Regions from separate parts of the Sus scrofa genome. Here region 2 is linked to region 1. The links are chromatin contacts, called in public HiChIP or PLAC-seq maps. All regions are on one chromosome and are shown on one strand. Each heading gives the region's core, a stretch centred on a gene start, on an enhancer-like site or on the middle of the called end of the contact. The rest is flanking DNA. Distances are from core to core; before and after follow the strand shown. Region 1 overlaps TGIF2 (homeobox protein TGIF2). Region 2 overlaps TLDC2 (TLD domain-containing protein 2).

Region 1 (5,558 bases), core at 2,038-4,537:
CTTCCTATATATCCAATCATACTATCTGCATATAGATAACTTTATTTCTTACCCCCCAAAGAGTTCTCTATATGTCATGTTATATTTTGAAGCTCTGACCTTAACTTTGAGATTCATTAAGTTTGTGTTTACAAGGAAGGAGAGGGGGTTGTCACAGAAAGTTCTATTTGGAAGGGTGCTTAGAGGGTGCAGTTCAGCCCAAGGTCACACAGTGAAGTTGGGAGATTGAACAGGCATCTGAAACCTCATCTGCATTCCTCCTTCTAGCTTTCTAGGAGCAGACAAAGCCAAGCTGGCAGCGTGGAAAGCCCTTGCCTGGAAGGTTTCATGGGACTGAGACTTGTTCCTTTTCTGCTTTCACCCAAAGCGTCCCTTAAACCTTAGGAAGTGGTGAATCTGGCTGAAACCCAGTGCATCCATATGGTTAAAATAAACGTCCTGGGTGGCCTACAATGGAAAAGAATTGATGAAGAGTCAGATTTGGAAGTGGGAGAGATTTGGAAGTTGGAGTAGTTTTGCCTTTGTGATGTTGGGGCTTTTTAGCACCAGTTACACACATGGTCTCAGTCTTCGGGCTGAGGCGGTCCTCCCGGTTGAACACCTCTATACCTCTGCCAGCTGCTTGGAAAGGTGTCTGGAGGAAGGTGCGCTCTGAGGGGTAAGATTGTGGCCCCAGACAGATAATAGGTGGAATCACAGAAGCCCGGAGCCTGAGGGTGGGGTGAAGGAACCAGGAGCTGTGTTAAGAGCCCAGGTTGTGAAGTAGAGGTTTGAGTTTATATCCTGGTCCTCTTTTCCTTTTGCCTACAAGAAATAGTTTACTAGTGCTTACCGAGCAAGCCCTCACCAGGTGCCAGCTTTGCTAAATGATTTACATACATTTGTTTTTCTCCAAAAGTAGAGAAAACTTCTTTCCCTTTACAGTAGTCCCTCCCTATTTACAGGGTATATGTTACAAGAGTCCCAGTGGAGGCCTGAATCCAGGGATAATAGCGAACCCTATGTATACCATGCTTTTTCTATGTGTACACATCTATGATTACAAATTAGGCACGGTCAGAGAATATCTGAATTGCCAGCATCACTATGCTTGCACTTTGGGGCTGTTCATAAGTAAGAGAGTTACTTGAACACAAGCACTGAAGTACAGTGACAGTTGATCTGAAAATAGATCAACTCCTGAGTGACTAGCAGGCAGGGCTGAAGCATATACAGTACAGATAAATTGAAAAAAAGGGATGACTTACATCCCTGGCCTGGAGGGTGGGAGATTTCATTATGCTTCTTAGCACAGCATGCAATTTAAAATTTATGACTTGTCGGAGTTCCCGTCGTGGCACAGCGGAAATGAATCCAACTAGGAACCATGAGGTTGCGGGTTCAATCCCTGGCTTCACTCAGTGGGTTAAGGATCCGGCATTACCGTGAGCTGTGGTGTAGGTCGCAGACCCGGCTCGGATCTGGCGTTGCTGTGGCTGTGGCGTAGGCTGGCAGCTGCAGCTCCGATGAGACCCCTAGCCTGGGAACCTCCATATGCCATGGGTACAGCCCTCAAAAGACAAAAGAGAAAGAAATAAAGCTAAAAATAAATAAAATTTATGAACTGTTTATTTCTGGAATTTTACAGTTAATATTTTTGGACTGAGGTTGATAGTGAGTAACTGAAACTGAAAATTGAAACCATGGTGGGGTGGAGCAAGGGGATTCCTGTATACTTTTATTTAAAAATTTTCCACAGTGAATGTGTTCTACTTCTGTAATTAAAATGACAGTCTCAGAAAGGTTACACCTCACCTTCAGGCCACTAGTCTCTTAGGGGCCAAAGGAAGTCAGATGGTTTGAGGGCACTACTTGGTGGTACCCTTCTTCTTCTCATCTTGTAACCTTGAAAGATAAGAAGCTGTCTTCCCAACCCAGCAGTTTTTTGGGGATAAGTCAGTGTCCTGATTATAAACAATCAGGACCCTGGAGCAATAGCAGGAGTATCTTTTATGGCATCAGTGAAACGTGCAAATTCCTGGACTCCCTGGGGGTAAGGTCTGATGCTTGAGAACTACTTCTCTGGGTAGCCAGTCCCAGTTCTGCTGCTTGAAAGCTGTGTGGTATTGGCAAGTTATTTTGACAGTTCTGTTTTATTCTCAACACTATGCTGAGGCCAGATAGGAACAGTAACATATGGATTATCCTATTTTCATCCTCCTCTAAGAGGTGAATATTACTATTCCCATTTTATTGATGAGGAAACTTGAGTTTCCAGTGGTAAACTGACTTACCCATGGGCACAACAGCTAATAGTAAGTGACAGAGCCAGAATTTGTAGCCAGGCTTGGATCTGGTGCTTTGGAAACAAACTAGTAATGTTGAGAGCAGTGATGAGATTATTATTTACACATCTCTCCTCAGTTCCAGACCTTATTTTCTAGGTCCAATGGCTAACATCATGAGGTTAGAGCCTCACGGAGGTATACTTGGCCCCTTCCCTCTGAAAGCTTGCACATTTGCAGCTTCTAAACTCAAGTGTACTTTTAAAATTCCAGCGTCCTGCAGTAGGGCAGTGGGTTAAGGATCCAGTGTTGTCTCTGTGGTGGCTTGGCTTGGGTCACTGCTGACACGTGGGTTCCATCCCAGGCCTGGCACAGTGGGTTAAAAGGATCTGGTGTTGCCACAGCTACAGCTCAGATTTGATCTCTGGCCCAGTAATTTCCATATGCTGCAGGTATGGGGCAAAAAAAAAAAAAAAAAGAAAAGAAAAAAAGAAATCCAAAGGCCTGAATCCTACCCTAGAGATTCTTATTCACGAGGCTAAGTTGGGGAAGTTTCCCAGTGGGTCTGTGAGGCCGGGATCTGTGGAGAAATGACCACTTTCAAAAACAGTGGAAAGGAAGAGGCCTTCCTTGAGCATCAGTCTAAAGGCAGTATCCCCCTACCCCCCATCACTGCCACTTTTACTTTTTTTCCTTTACTGTTGGACACAGGGTCTAGGTTTACACTGATATCCAAGGACTTGAAGCATCATCACGGCCCCCTTGTGAAGAACAGGAGCACAGAGTCAGGTGATACAGTCAACTCAACAGCAGATATTCAAGATGAGGGAGCACAAATGCCTTTAAAAGCTCTTTCCTAAATCAGAGTGTTAGAAGCAAGGTAGATGTCCTTATATAATGTTCTTAGGCTTCAGAGGAGGGGCCCTAGCTACATTTTCCGTTAGCTTTCATTATCTAGAGTGCTTGCTCACTCCACAGCTCATCAGTCTGAAGCCTAATACAGAAGACACTTTTACTTTCAGTTCCTTGAAAAGCATCTGTAAGAAGCCATCTCTCCTGAGGCAGCTGAACCATCCAAATTACTTCCCCCTTTAGGAACATTTAGGGAAATATTAATATTCATTTTCCAGATGTAAAATGAGTATTAAACTTATTCTGAAGAGCCCTTCCAGCATGTTCATATTCTGCCAAGCCCCAGTGTCCAGCTTGACACTGACAGAGGGAAATGGGAAAACCAGGACCTTGGATGAATGGCTAAGGAAGTTGGGGCACTTTAATCTGGGGAACTTAAGCAGGGAGGCTCCATCTCCAAATGCCAAAAGGATGAGTGACCTGTGGGAAAATCAATATCCTCTATCTGGGTGTTCTGGGGAGAAATCAGGAAGAAACCTGATTTGGTTCAGTGGAAGAAACTCCTAGTACTCAGCCCAAACCATGTTAGAGAGCTGGATGCCAGTAGGTCGTGAACTGCCCATCACTAGTTTGTGTGAGAGGGACAGACCTCAGGGTGACCGTAAAGCGAGACAGACTTGAATTAATATCGCACTTAGTCCTGGCTGTGTAGGTTCAGGCAAGTAACTTAAAATTCTGTTTCTTTACCTATGAGAAGGGCACCTCATTTCTTTCATGAATGTATACAAAAATTAAAAGATGTTTGGGTTGCAGTGACAATGTTTAGTCATTTCATTATGACAGAAATGCAACCCATAGCTAGCTTAAGCAAAAGGGAATTTACTAGCTTACATAACAGGGAAGTCCAGAGATGGCACTGGTTTCAGACATGACCAGGGTATCCACGCAGCACCTCTGCTTCCTTCTGTGCTGGCTTCATATTGTGGTCATGCTCTTGCCTCGCTGGGAGAGGGGGAGGACGAAGCTGCCAGCTCAAGTTCCCTCACCACTGAGCAACCCCAAAGCTTGATCTCTGACCCCAGGGAAGACTGGTCCAGCTTGGGATACATATGACCCCTGCACACTGTGATGAGGATGACATGGGATGGGTTGAGACCAAGGAAAGGGGGAGTACACAACACTTCTAAGCAGCTACTAGAGGGAGGGTGAAAGGTAAGGTAGGGTAAGAACTCAGCAGTTATCCTGTCTCCAGGCTGGGCCCAGGTCACAGTGCATCAGTCTTTCTGCTTTGAAAAACAAAAACAAAAAAACAACTTTATTTGACAAAAGACAAGAACAAAAGTTATTTACAGTAGTTCTTTGCTCAAATAATTCAACGGGTAACTGTGCTTCTCCTCCAGGTTTATCTCACAACCAAACAGAGCAGAGGCTGGCCCACTGCCAGCCTCCCCATCTCGTACAAGGGGGGAATGCCAACCAGAATTCAGCAGCATGGCTCCCTCACCCCTTACCACCTCCACTGCTCAGTGCACTGTGGGAAGGGAAGATCCCACCCCAGCCCAATACACTTCCAGGGTCCCCCTGCTTCAAGTAGGGGACTTGTAGCAGTCACACCAGACCTGGGCTCACAGACACGGCTGGGGTGGAAGAGGCTGGGCAAGCAGTAGCTTCAACTGATTTTGAAGCTGCCATGTTGATTCTTCCCCGGCTGGGCCTCAGGAGGGTGAGGATCCCTGATCCCCCCGGGGCATGCAAGGAGAGGGCACAGGGAGGGCATGGGAGCAAAGGAGAGAGCCCGGAGAACTTGCCCACTAATAGAGAGCAACACTCCCTGTCTTAACCACCCAATCCCCATTCCCACAGCAATGAACGGGCCAAGCTACTCAGGAGTTGGGGAGCCCCCTTGAAGCCTTCAGGGGTCATCCCAGAAAGGACAGAACTCACACTGCTGCCCTTCTCCCAGCCAGGCTCAGCCAACACCCACGAACTCTCCCCGTGCCTAACCTGGCAACTTTAGGAAACTACAGGCTAGGGTTCCTGACCTGTCTTTTGACCCAGTAACAATGTTACTCAGAACAAAAATATTTCAGCTAATAACCTAGGATTAGTGTTTCTTAGGATATACTAAAGATGGGGTGTACTGCTGTTGAATGCTGTCAGCAATGAAACAGCAAAGTAAAAACTGGGGAGGAGGGAGGAGAGTAAGACTAAGTGTGATCTGTTTCACTGTGAAGTACAGGGCAGGGGCTTCTGCCACTCGACTTTAAAGAAACGTGCAACACAAAGACACAGCGAACAAGCTTCAGAACCGATTTCCAGCCTCAGGGCAGTTCCCCAGGCAGCTGGGGTACTATTCCATGCTTCCTCCAGGAATAGTTTCCTCCCACCATCATGGGGAACGCTGCCTGTGTGAGTCCGCTAAAAGGGCTTCCTGACCAGTAG
Region 2 (5,558 bases), core at 1,179-3,678, 260 kb before region 1:
CCACCGGCCCTACACCACGGCCACTGCAACATGGGATCTGAGCTACGTCTGTAACCTACACCACAGCTCACGGCAACGCCAGATTCTTAACCCACTGAGCGAGGCCAGGGATCAAACCCGCAACCTCATGGTTCCTAGTTGGATTCATTAACCACTGAGCCACGACAGGAACTCCCTATGGTGTGGGTTTGATCCCAGGAACTTCCACATGTCCTGAGCATGTCTTAAAAAAGAAAAAAGAAAAAAAAAAACCTAGCAGGAGGCAAGCACTAGCATGGGAAGGGATAAATGGATTTTTATTACTTTTTTATTTCCTAGTTTTTCTGAGATCCTGTTTTGCCTTCCTCCTTTTCAACCTTCCTAAGGTTCCCATTTACAGAATTTCTTCTTCTTTACCCAAATATGCATATTGTTCATTTGCTGCTTTCATATTTTCCTCGTGGATTCAGAGATTTGTAAGCACCTGGCACACTGGTAGCAAATGGAAAGCCCTCACTGTCCTGGGGAAAGAAGGCTGCTGCTGGAGTCTTTATTAATTTCACTCTCGAATCCAAGCGTCTGTGATTTGACAATATTCTTTAGGTTAAAATAACTTCTAAAATATGTAGACTAGAATCCCATTTTATAAGATATACATATATATATATATCTCCTTGGAAAATTGTCTGGAAGGATATACGTGAAAATGTGTTTTGGAGAGTGACTGAATTTTGAAGGGAGGCAATTTAAAATTTTTAAATCTTCTGGTTTTACTACAATAAACATGTACCGTGTAATTTCGAAAAAGGTGATTCTCATGAGGGATTCTGTGCTGCTCTGGTGAGTATAAGCGTCCTTCTGTCCTTCTGTCCTTCAAAGTCTGCCCTCCAGGAGAACATTGCCTGTCACCATTCTTGGTCCTCAGGTGACAGGGGGCTCGCTTACAGCCACAATCCACACTAAGACACTTGGTCATCTGTGTGTTGGACAGAATAGACTGCCCTCTGTGAAGGAGGCCTCACCGGCATCCAGGGCAGGTTCAAGCATCCGTTGCCTCGGGAAGCTGCCCACCATGAGGGCTTCAGCTCAGGACCCAGGCCTCCAGCTCCTTGATGCAGAACTGCTCCTGCCGGGCCAGCACCTCATTGTTGAAGGTTGCACAGGGGTGACTCCCCCCATGATACAAGTCTCCATCCAACCACAGCCCAAAGTGGCCACTAAAGAGAAGAGGGAAGTCTTGGCATGGCTCACTCCTGGGTGTTGAGACCTTTCAGGCTGCACCAGCAACTCTTGGCCACACCCTGACCACAGCCCCATTTTGCCTTTGTTTCATCTCTGCTTAAATCAATTTATCCCAAATTGTTAGGGACTTGCATGTTGTCCCCCAGAGTTTAGAGCATTTTTTTTTTAACAATTCAGTGATTTTTTGATAAATACATCCAGTGGTACAGCCATCACCACAATCCAGTTTTAGAACACTTGGAATGTTTTTAAGACAGCAATGCTTAACCAAAGGAGGGACTCTCACAAGTGTGGACCGTGAGCCCAAAACATGCCAAGAGAGCATCCATTGTAATCCCCTCGTTTGGCAGCAAACCTAGGCTGGAGCTGGGAGGTGGGTTACTGCAAGTCAGCAATGGCAGATATGTTCTCTGTCAGGGTGCCTCTCAATGGAGGCTTTTCAGGCAGTTGGGAGAGCAAAGAACTGGTACTAATCAAACAATGCTTTCATCTGTGCCCTCAGGATAAGACATTTTGCCTGAATTTGCAGGTCACACCAGACTAACCTTGTCTTCCTACCCCCCCCCCCCACCTCCCACCTCTTTCTCTTTCTCTCTGTCTCTCTCTCTCACAACACACACACACACACACACACACACACACACACACACACACCCCAGGTTCCCAGGCAGATGCATGCCTTCCTCTAGTGAGTTATACTTCATGTGATTACAGGGCTGATGGGTAAATTTGAGGCTTGCCCATCCTCTAACTCTAGCCTCTAGCCCACTGTGTGGAATGCTGTTCCCAAAGTTACACAAATTCAGATTAAGCTGTCACCATTTAAACACTTTGGAGGAGAATTCATGCCATCCTCTCAATATTGACTCAGAGCGGGGGTTAGGGTTTTGGCTGAGGGACTGGGAAATGTCCCTGGGAGTGGAAAATGTGGAAGGGAGAGACTTGAAGGTTAACCAGCAGCCTTCCCATTTTGTCTGGAGCAGCCTAGCCAGTGTTTTCAGATGGGAGAAGGAACCAGGGCACAGACCATCTCAAGACTCAAGACATGGGGAGAACTGAGACACGCACCTGCCACAGCCTATCATCAGTAAATCCAAGTCTCCTTTCACAAAGAAAGAGTTGCTTCCTGTCCACTTAAAGACCTGTGATGACAGGAAAAGCCTCTGGTTACTAGGTGAATCCTGCCCTTGCAGTCTGACTCTATACCACTGGGTGGCAGTGTTGTGGAGGGAACACAACATCCAGGCCCCAGATACGCTGCATTCAGAAGTACTTAGGGCTCCTGCCTCTTGCAATATCTTTTCAGTCTCCCTGGAGTTCACCTCCTCTTGCCTCCCAAGCTGAATTCCCACAGCCCCAAAGCCCTTCTATTCTAGAAATAGGCCAGAACTCTCTGAGGCTTCCTGCTTCCGAAGCTGGAGAGAGGAGGGGAAAAGTCCCAGTCAGGAGTTGGGCCCTGACCTTACCATTGACTGTTTGCTCCCACTTGATACCAAGTCTGCTCACTCCCCTACCCCTTTTGCTGCCTCCCACTCAGTTCCTCAGCAAGTGTTGTGGGTCCCACCCTAAAGAGACCCAACTACCACCATTTCTGTCCCATCCATCCTGGCCAGTCACTCTTCCCTGGATGACAGCTTCCTATGGGTCTCTGCTTCTACTGTCTCCTGCCCACAGCCCATCTCTGCATGGCAGTCCGAGTGGTCTATCAAAATGTAATCGCATATTGGCCCTCCTCTGCTAAAGCCCTCCGATGGCCCTGGCAATGGGAATGGAATCCAGCTCCTTCCAACAGCCAAAAGCCCAACCTGCTCTACCCTTGATTTCCTTTCCAGCCTCTTCTCCTCCTTACTGATTGTACCTCATCCACACTGGCCCTTCTGCCCCTGGAACACCTGAAACTATTGCTCTTCCAGAACCTTCACGCTGACTGATCCCTTTGTCCAGAGTGCTCTTCCCCCAGCTCCTCAAATGGCTCATGGCTCACTTCTCATCTTTCAGCCCAAATATCATCCCAGAGAAATTTTAAGTAGCCCCTCTTCCCAGGCCCTGTTCATATAGCAACATCCCACTGCCTGCCCTGCTAACACATAAAGCTCCATGAAGTCTGTCTTGATTCTAGTAATATTCCCAAGACTTGCTCTAGATGTTTGTCGAGGGAACAAATTGTTCAAGAGTCAATGTAGCTAATAAAAAGATTTTTAAAAGGCCACAGAGTAAAGCATATAATTAATTGCAAAAAAATAAATAATCTGAGTAACCAAAGGGTTTTTAGCAAGAAAATGGACTAATAAAAGATAAGCTTTGGACTCAGAAGAGATAATATTTAACAAGTGACCACAAGAAGACAGAACTATTCAAATCCTCTGCTTTCCTTAAGGAACATGACCTTGAAATTTAAAGGAGGAAGATAAACATTGCTACAGAAAAAATTAAGACCATGTTTGTGGTGCTTCTTGGAATTGTGGTCAAGGAACTGCTGGGAATTCATGAAGAACACAAGAAGTGCCAGAAGACCAAAGACTGGCAAAAATTAACCAGTTTTTGACAAGATGAGATTCCATAACAATAGCCTGGGAAGACTAGTAATCCACTGAAACAATCATTCATTCCATTCAAGAATTTTTTTAGGAGTTCCCTTTGTGGCTCAGTGGTTAACGAACCTGACTAGGATCCATAAGGATGCAGGTTCAATCCCTGCCCTTGCTCAGTGGGTTAAGGATCCAGCATTGCTGTGAGCTGTGGTGTAGGTCACAAATGCGGCTCAGATCCCGCGTGACTGTGGCTGTGGCATAGTCTAGCAGCTACAGCTCCAATTTGACCCCTAGGCTGGGAACTTCCATATGCTGTGGGTGCAGCCCTAAAATAGCAAAAAAAAAATTAGCATTTAGCGCCAGGCACTGTTTTAGGTACTGGATAGAACAGTGAGCATAGACAAAAATTCCTCTCTCCTGAGACTCCCATTCTCGTGGCACAAGGAAGGTAAATAAGTAAAATAAATAATATGTTAGGGGGTGACAACGCTAAGGAGAAAGAAGTAGAGAAGGACGATGAGTTTCCAGGGGCTGGAGTGTTATAAATTTAAGCCAAGTGGTCAGGGAGGGCTTGGTGGAGAGGGCTATATGTGAACAGAATCTTGAAGGAAGTGAGAACTGACCCACGTGGAGATCCTGTGGAGGGCATGCTAAGCAGAATAGCCTGTTCAAAGGCCCTGAGGTAGGAACGGCTTATGTGTTTAAAAACCAGCCTAGAGGTCATTGTGGCTACAGCAGAGTGAGGGAGAGGGAAAGTAGCAAGAAATGACATCAGAGAGAGGTCAGAAAAGGCAGGGACTTGTGGGTTATTGTGAAGACTTTGGCTTTTCTCTGAGGGAGAGGGAAGTCACTGGCAACATGGCACCCAGGAGTGACATGCTCTGACTTAGGTTGTAAAAGGGTCACTCCAGAAACTGTGCTGACTGGAGATGGAGGTAATAGGAGGCTCTAGCAGGAAACAGGCAAGTAATGATGGTGGCTTGAACCAGGGCGACAGCAAAGGACATGGTGAGAAGTGGTAGCTGCTGGATAGAGATAGGAAGAGAAAGAAGAGCCATCACACTAGGCTGACAGCTCAGATGTAGGTGTGAAGGAGTTAAGAAGGACTCCAAAATTTTGAATTTCAATGGCAGGAAAGATGGAGGCACTGTTAACTTCGTCAGGGAAGTGGCAGGAAGAAAATCAGCTTTGAACACGTGACGCTTGAAATGCCATGCATGATCCAATTGGAGACACTGGGGAGTGACTGGAAAAGGAAAAGAGGGTAGTCAGAGAAAAGATGAGAACCAACACCTGAGCTCGGAGACCTTGTAGTGTTAAAAGGTTGGGGAGATGAGGAGGAACCAGCAAAGGATTCTGCCAGGGAGGTGTCGGTGCAGTAGGAGGAACATTCTGCAGCTTGAGAATTCTAGTTGGTGAACTCTGGTGAAGGCTGCTGGTGAAGACTAGTATCCAGCCTGGGTTTCCTAGAACAAGTGGCCCCTCTCCTGGTCCCTGATAAGATTAGATGGCTAGGCTGGCCGATGGAGGCAGTGCAATGGGTATGGTGCGTTTTGCCTTTAGCAAGGCAGTCAGTCCCAGCTCCTTGTGACCGCCTTGTCATGTGACCAGGTGACCATATTTCTGGATGTAGCCGTGGGTGTCCTGTGCATCGGAGAGGACATCTCTAATGGCAGCCATGCACCTGGAACAAGCACTTCCCCCATTTGGTCTGTCTCGTTCTTTCAACTTCCTCTTCTCTCTCGCCCTCTGAAAAATCAGCTTGGCCAAACCCTGGTTGTGAATGAACCCTCCCATCCCCGCTCT

Evidence for each region. HiChIP or PLAC-seq counts read pairs in DNA pulled down with a chosen protein or histone mark.
Region 2: a contact with region 1 is called in an H3K27ac HiChIP or PLAC-seq map of alveolar macrophages. The contact joins two enhancer-like sites. A contact is called at or near these places in 1 of 47 Hi-C or Micro-C datasets (fetal skeletal muscle) and 2 of 2 datasets of contacts at active chromatin or transcription factors (alveolar macrophages and skeletal muscle).

Annotation. Positions count from the first base shown.
Region 1 is chr17:39,857,005-39,862,562 of Sscrofa11.1, reverse strand. It overlaps TGIF2 (homeobox protein TGIF2), which reads right to left. Exons shown (of 3, transcript XM_021077897.1): 3 at 4,404-5,558. All of the region lies in intron 2 of LOC110257439 (a long non-coding RNA gene), which reads left to right. Among named protein-coding and RNA genes, the nearest start is that of C17H20orf24, 9.1 kb to the left of the region's middle. Within about 2 kb of position 3,287, at least 12 of the 83 cell types and tissues checked have an H3K27ac peak or open chromatin away from gene starts, as enhancers often do. A contact at or near this core is called in alveolar macrophages, where this site is marked.
Region 2 is chr17:40,112,576-40,118,133 of Sscrofa11.1, reverse strand. TLDC2 (TLD domain-containing protein 2) reads right to left here. Exons shown (of 6, transcript XM_021078148.1): 6 at 1-1,196. The coding sequence ends at 1,122. It also overlaps a transcript of SAMHD1 not described here. Among named protein-coding and RNA genes, the nearest start is that of TLDC2, 9.9 kb to the right of the region's middle. Within about 2 kb of position 2,428, at least 6 of the 83 cell types and tissues checked have an H3K27ac peak or open chromatin away from gene starts, as enhancers often do. A contact at or near this core is called in alveolar macrophages, where this site is marked.